2 separate regions of the Dromaius novaehollandiae genome follow, and region 1 is linked to region 2. A link is a contact called in public Hi-C data. All regions are on one chromosome and are shown on one strand. Each heading gives the region's core, a stretch centred on a gene start, on an enhancer-like site or on the middle of the called end of the contact. The rest is flanking DNA. Distances are from core to core; before and after follow the strand shown. Region 1 holds the start of HHAT (hedgehog acyltransferase). Region 2 holds the start of UTP25 (UTP25 small subunit processome component).

Evidence for each region. Hi-C and Micro-C count contacts between places; a contact is called where the count stands out from the background.
Region 1: a Hi-C map of ovary shows a contact between it and region 2, with 3 times the contacts expected there. The contact joins the promoter of HHAT here to the promoter of UTP25 in region 2. A contact is called at or near these places in 3 of 4 Hi-C or Micro-C datasets (brain, liver and ovary).

What each region holds. Positions count from the first base shown.
Region 1 is chr3:102,405,506-102,409,296 of bDroNov1.hap1, reverse strand. It overlaps HHAT (hedgehog acyltransferase), which reads right to left and starts at 1,264. Exons shown (of 11, transcript XM_064509635.1): 1 at 1,097-1,264. It overlaps LOC135327931 (a long non-coding RNA gene), which reads left to right and starts at 764. Exons shown (of 3, transcript XR_010388562.1): 1 at 764-875.
Region 2 is chr3:102,181,593-102,185,250 of bDroNov1.hap1, reverse strand. It overlaps UTP25 (UTP25 small subunit processome component), which reads right to left and starts at 1,338. Exons shown (of 12, transcript XM_026123272.2): 1 at 1,164-1,338. The coding sequence starts at 1,264. MRPS10 (mitochondrial ribosomal protein S10) reads right to left here. Exons shown (of 8, transcript XM_064509619.1): 8 at 2,597-3,658.

The DNA.
Region 1 (3,791 bases), core at 15-2,514, 220 kb before region 2:
TGAAGTCTAAAAATGCCTTGTGTCTGCACAGACACTCATCATATATAATCATATATATACACATATATATATATACACATATATATATACACACACACGCACACACTCCCCTACACACAAGAACACGTTCATAAGATTCCTTTACAATTCTGTTATGCCCAATCAGCCTTAGGGCTTCACTCACACATATGGAATTGCAGAGTTCTCATTATATGAAAATACATGTTTACAATTAAATATTCTCCACAAAAAGCTGCAAAAAGTATACACAGGAAGAGCACTTTCAAACACCTGCATACAAAATTAAAGCTTAGGACATCATTTATTGCAGAACATGACAGAGATATTATCTCCTGAAGGGAAACTCAGGCAGAAGATTTCATTCATATAATTCTTAAAGTCATTTCAGTGCAGTAGATAGCTAATACGGTAATGGTACCAGAACAGTTCTATTATGTTGTAAACGCAGATTTGGGATATAATCAACTACCGAATTGAACCCTGTCAGAAGAATCTTTCTCAGAAGAGAAACCGCTCGCTCGAGGTTACCTTGTATTTAAATACCCTGCACACAAACCAGTTTCAATGGAAGCTTTCCCTCGCTCAGACGTGTACGAATTCCCGCCCTCCTCCTCCTCCTCAGGTGCCGCTTCCAAAGTACAACCGAGCGCAGCGGGCGGCTGCTCTTCCCCAGGCGGGCGCCTTCCCGCCGCAGGACCCACCCACGCGAGCCCTGCGCAGCGCGGCGCCGCAGCCCCCGCCCCGGCGGAGCCCCCGGCGGCACCCAACGGCAGCGGCGGCGCGGAGGGCGCGCCCGGCAGTGCGGGACGGCGCAAGCGGGAGTTCAGACTTTAAAAGCGCAGCAGAAAGGGGAGGTAGGCGCTACTGCAAGGGCTCCGGCGCGGCTTCTCCGCTCACCGAGAGGACACGCGCACTCCCCACGGGGACCACGGTTCTGCGGGGGGAGGACCCCACGGAGCCGCCGCTGCCCCGCGGCCGCAGCCGGACACGCGGCGTTTACCGCCGCTGACAAAGGCGAGGGGAGGCGGGGCGGGGCCCAGCGGCGCCGGGCCGGCGGCCGCCCGCCCGCCCTTACCTCGCGAGGGGCTGCCCGCCGCCGCTCCCCCCGCGCCCAGGGCGGGGCGCAGCCCCCCACGCGCCGCGCCTCGCGCTGCCCAGCCGGCGGGGCCGCCTCGGTTGGAGGCGCGGGGCCGTTAGCGGGCGCGCGGCGGCGGCGTGGGGGAGGGGCGAGCACGGGGGACGGGGCGAGGGGAGGGGCGGGGCGAGGGGCGGCGCGGCGCGGCCCACCGCGGCGCCGCTCCCGGGCGCCGGGCGGAGCCGCAGCGATCCCGCAAGGGCTGGCGCCGCGCTTCCGCCTCCGCCGCGGCGCCCGCCCCGCCGGGGGCCGGGCCCGGCGCTCCCCGCCCGCGGGCGGCGACGTCGCCGCGGCCGGGCCTGCGGGGCGGTGGGAGGCGGGCGGCGCCGCGCGGCCCGGGCGCGTCTTTGGCCCGCAGGGGACGGGCGGGGCCGAGGGCCCGAGGTGCGGGCGGCGTGGGGGTTGCCCGCGGTGAGATGGTTAAGATATATATTGTGCTTGGGGCTGTGAATTTAGCAAGCCCGCCTGGTCTGCCCTAACCTGTAACTGCATGGGGCGAGGTTGAAGAGGTTTTAAGAGCCGATTATAGGGGGGGAAATGGAGTTAGGAAGGAGAGCCAAACTATGGGTTACATGGGAAGGGTCAATAGGCAACAGCATGGTGTGGAAAACAAGGTTGTAAGGAAGGAAGGTGGCTCTGCGATAAGGTTCGTGGTATCTCACGTTGTTCTCACACTCTCGGTTTTATGGATCAGTGATTATGTAAGAATCCCAGTCTTCCTTTGCAGCAGAGCTTTGTGGCTCTGGCGGTCATGTGAAAAAGCCAAAATACCGCGGGTACCCTGAATTAAAGGGGTAAGGAATAAAAAGAATGCCATTTCTTAAAGCTGTATATTTTTTAATCTAATTTTCAATGTTTAATCCAAGTTTCAACTATTTGGAGTCATCTTGGTTCATGGGAAAGACAGACAATGTTGGAAGGATGTTATGTGCAGCAGATTAACAGTGAGACAACATCCACGATATGTCACATAAAAGTTTGCAGGCCTTTTATAAGGACAAAGTAAATTGAATTTATTGTGGTAAAGAAGGAATTGTCATTCTGAATAAAACATCCCTGGTCTCGCTTGCTTTTCCAATACCTGCCCTATTTCTCTTTATTTCTAAGCTCGCTGAACATGTTTATATTTACTGACGTTCCTGTTCTCTTTGTCACAGACCTCTCTATCACCTCTTCTGTCCCTGTAGTCAAGTGATACACTCTTGCCAAAATCTTTAACAGACTCTTCCTGACTGAGCTTATAAACAGTGTTCCTTCCTCTTCAACCTTCGACTTTCAATAGTAAATGTACTTTTCTTCTAAAGAGCCACTGTTCATCTGACTTCCATGACTTGTCCTCCAGGAGACTGTATTATTCACACTGAATGGAAGTTACCTTCTCTTCTGCTTTCATATCTTTTTGCTAAAAAACCCTCATCTGCCAACACAAACTGAACTTCTTTATGGAGATGGTGCTTAGGTGCATTCTACTCTTACCTCCTGCTTGATCTGCAATTTTCACCTGGCCAACACTTTCTTGTAGATATGTCACACAAGCCCAGTGTGGCTGAAATAGACCCTTCAATGCCAATCCATTAAGCCTTTCATGTTTCCTTCTCTCAGAGTCACTATGGACAGTACCATTACCCTTCCTGTGGTATCATCCGTGACTTGGGACAGAGACTGAAGACTGTGTCTGGGTCCATTGGTTAAATCTGAATTTTTCCATTCATCTTTGAATGTAATGCTTGATCCTGCTTCTGTGTTCATTCATAAAGCTGAACCTTTTGTCATCTCATAATTCGGTTAATGAAACTTTGTTTTCTTTGGGTATGAAAAATGCAGTATAACTCCACCTGGATCTATCGAGAACATTGCCTGATTCACTGCTGCAAAGACCATTTTTGTGGCCCACGACTTTCGACGACTTTTGTTCCCTCTCCCAGCTGGCGTGTGTTTAGTGGCATAAAGTATCTGCATCCTATGTGTCTTCTCTCATTCAGTGTCAGGAAGTCAGCTATGCCAATGGAATCAGTCTCCATTGCCCACCTGTTTCAAACAACACCTCCTCCTTCTTCCTTTGTTCTCCTCACACTTGGGAGAGATCTCCATAAACATGCAGAGCCACAGTTCTCCAAAGCCTGCCTTAAAAACTTGCTGATACCAAAAAAACCTTCACAATTACCAGACTGATGGTATACTGAAATCACTGCCATCATGCAGGTGAGCATTGTCCCCTTGCTTTCTTGCACTCCCCTACCCATGTTTGTTCACAGTCACTTCTCTTTTATTTAAAATATAAACCATCTGGGTAATGTGTGACTAGGGATGTAGGCATCATAATGATGATCATTGATGGAAGGGCAATAGAAGAACTTTACATGTTTAAATGAGTCGCAGGAAGAGGACGGTAACTACGGTATTTTTTATGAGTTGGGTGGACCTTTCCGAATAAACCAGAGAGAGAGTGGTGAAAAATAGTAAAGTGCTGTAAGGAAAATTGAAAACAGAGAAGTCTTCTTCAATACATATACATCTGAAAAGTTCTTCCAGGAAGGGCCGTGTCATTTAACTGTGAAGTAAAAATGAAGGATTGTATTAAAACCAAAGTCATACCATTTTGCCATAAGACATTCACAATAGCCATTTCCATTTT
Region 2 (3,658 bases), core at 89-2,588:
AAGACATGCTACAGGAAAAAGAATACAGCATCAACAAACCAGTGCTGGGAAAGCAGTTCTGCAGGCAAGCCACTGTCCAAGCTGGATTTAAACTAACCTTAATTGTTATTCAAAAAGATACTGAGCCTGGGGTGGGACAGACCATCATTGCATAGGGTAAGATGCAGAAAACTTCACCACATCTGGCTAGGGCTCAGCCTTGCATTCCAAGCAACCAGCTCCTAGAGGATCACAGGGTACGTACAAATAACAGACCTCAACACTGTTTGCCAAAAGACTGCCTGCTGCTAAAGGCACATAACTGCAAACTGTGCAGGTAAGCTAACAATCCGTTTTCCTCACAGACTTCTAAGACTTTACCCCAGCAACAGTTAGACCAAGTAGCTCATTCCTTGCAAGCTTGCACAGGGGTTCAAAAGTATAATGCCCTTTTTGACACACAGGCATCCTGCAAAGTTAGTCATGGCTCCTCTCACAGATGATCTTCAATGCCGAATTTTCTCAGCATTTGCCAGATCAGAAAGCAGTCCAGAGCAAACAGTGAGAAAGCTGGATGTCAAAGTGACTGACCCAATGTCTAAACAGAAGTCTTAACTCACACTCCTCCACTTTTTCACTTCTTTTTTTTTATAGCACCTCTGGGCTGCGCAAGATAACTTTACAACATCCGTTTCAAATAAATCTGATTGCAGATTTTCCTCCTTCCCTTACTCTTTCAAGGTGTCAAGGTCACAAGTGGCAGTGCCAAACGCAGCCAGCCCCGCAGATGCAAATTCCCTTCTCTCAGGAATTCAGAGGAAGCAGAGGGAGCACCAACAGGCTGGCGCGGCTTTGCAGCAGCCGACAGATGGAAGAGCGGGGTGAAAGGGGAGTGAGAGTAGCTACTGCAGCCCCGAGCCAGCGGCTCCGCTGTACCACCGGGACAGCGGTGCCCAGCCGCGCGCAGCCCCCAGCCGGGGACCGCAGCTCCCACAGCCGCACGGCGCTCCCAGGCAGCCCCCGGGGGGAAGGGGCAGCCCAGCGCGGGGCGGCCGCGCCCGCGGGAGGCCCCGGCCGCTGGAGGGGACCAGGGCTCGCCCCTGGCGACGGCCGCGGGGCTGCTACACGCCGCGCCGGCGGCCCGCAGGGCGGGCGGGGGCTCGGCCCCCCCCCCCAGCACTCACTTGTCGTAGAAAGGGTGCTCCTCCCCAAACTCCCGGAGGTGCCGCCTCTGCTTCTTGCTCAGGGTGCGGAGCAGCTCCCGCCCGCCACGCCGCTTCCCCATGTCGCCCCCCGCGTCCGCACCCACGTGGGCCGCCGCGACGCTTTACGGCCCGCCCGTAAAGCGCCGCTGCCGCGCTGCCCTCTGCCGCACGGCAGGCCCGCAGGGCGGGGGTGGCGGCGGGTGCTCACTCACCCACGGGCACGGCACGGCACGGCACGGCACGGCACGGCGCGGCGATCAGCGCCCCCCACGGTCACTCGCAACCCGGGGGCTGGTTTGACGGCTCCTAGTTTGTACCGCCTCTGCGGGGCTTTAGCCGTACCGTTCTCGGGCACGCGGTAAGCTGTCCTGCGGCCCGCCCCGAAGCCGCGGTGGCCGCCCCTGCTCGCCCTTCTGGGGGGCAGCAGTCCCGCGGGGATCGGTTGTGCCGAGCAGCCTCCTCGCAAAGCCTGCCGCAAGGCACAGCCTGCTGCTCGCAGTTACTCGCCTCCAGTTGAGCCAGGAACCACGCGGGCTTTAAGTTACTGGGGCTGCAGGTCCGTCCGTTCTCACGGAAGGGAACATCTCGGATATGCGCTGGTGCTGTCATTTCCCTTCTTGCAAATAAGTTCCCAGATCTGAGATTTCTTTACGAGGCCTGGGAGCAATTCCACCTACACTTTATTCCCTTGCACTTTCTCCAACTCTCTGCAAGACAAAAGAGCTGTGATTACAGTCCCACGCTGTGTGTGGGTGTGTGCCAATGAAATACAAAGTATAATTAGGGTGGGCAGAAGAGATTTTGAAGACCTGCTGCTTTTCTCTTTGCTCTGGCATTTAGTGCAACTCAAAGCTATTGTACACTTCTAGCATGATATTTTTGCCCATGTACGTTGGGGTTAAGACTGGGCAAGTACAGGGCATTTCAGCAAGCCAGGACTGCCCACGGGCTCTAATTTCTGCTCTGGAAACAGCCATTAAGAGGAGGCGCTAAGCTTTATTCATACAAAGAAAACCCATGTAATTCTCATAATGTTAAAGATTAATGCAACATTACTTAGATCTCCGTTTAGACCTGGAAGAAGGAATAATCTAAGCCTAATCTAAAGTAATCTGTCTAGGAGACTAATGGAAACATTGCAAATGGCATATACATGTACAAATTACTTGAGCTAGAGCATCTTGCAAAACTGACCTATCAATCATCAGCAGTGTTTTTGCTACATGCTTCCTGGGAAAATTCCAACAATAAGCCTAGAGGAGGAGGAAGAGGCCAAATGGAAATCCTTAACGCTCAACCCGCGTTAATATAAAAGGTAAAAGCAAAAGAAGGTCCACATGGAATCACACTCAATTCTAGACCCTCTCTTCTAACATCCTGCTGCTGAATTTCATTGAATGCTACTGTTAGAGTCAAGTTTAATTGTTTAATGTATACAAAGATCCACAGTTACCCAGAAACCACTTTTTAATATTCCAAATAAGAAACCCATGTCCTTGTTTTAAAGGAAAACATAAATTTGTGTTTATAAACATACATTTCATGTTTATAAAAAATGTTTATAGAAATCCTTTTATATATATATATATAAATCCTTTATAGATACCATTGTTTCCATTTGACTTGGCAGAAACTGCTTTAATCATTAGTGGGTTGTATATAAATAGTGTTTATGATGCAGCATACTGCATTCAACTGACCCTCTTCTTCTTGCAAAATATGCAGAATAGACTTCAGTTTGTATCTTGGAGAAAAAAGTACCAAAACTGAGTGAAAGCAAGCTAATTCCAAATATGATGGAGGCATGGAATACTTTGGGGGGAAATGTTTATTTAGCAGCTGGTAATTTTATCTTCTAGCTAGTCTAACTTGACTTGAGGATATCCATGGATTTGACTGAAGCTAATAAGCATGTGAGCTGCAGTTTAGTTAAACAGAAGCCTCCAGGAAGAGTTAGAAGATGTAAATTTCTTGATACATCGACTTTCTTTAGCTATGAAAGAATCTTAAGTTTTTGCCCACAGTTCTTTGTCAACTTCTCTGTGTTGCTAATACCACTGTTTCTAGGTCTGCCCATTAAATAAAATTAGTAAAGTTATCTGAGATTAAGACAACCCTTTCTGGTGTGGAGCTTAATCTGGTGTGCTCTTACTGCAGCTCTGCTAACCTGATTTACTGTGTAGCCCCCCAATAGCTATACTGACATATGTGAGTGGTGATCAGCCATGGCCCAGCAGTAGGCATTTCCTTAGCATGCTTCTAGAAAGGCAATACATTGTATAACAACACTGACAAAAATAACCTATTTCAGACTACTAGTTTTTTTGTGCAGTTAGCAACCATGCTCTTTAAGAGGACAAACATTGCCAGTCAATCCTACCTCTGTCAGAAGTGTGAGAAAGGAGGTTTTCTCTTCAACTAGCAGGTTTGTTTTTGTCTTGCAACAATTATTGCTTATTGACTTTTACAATGTT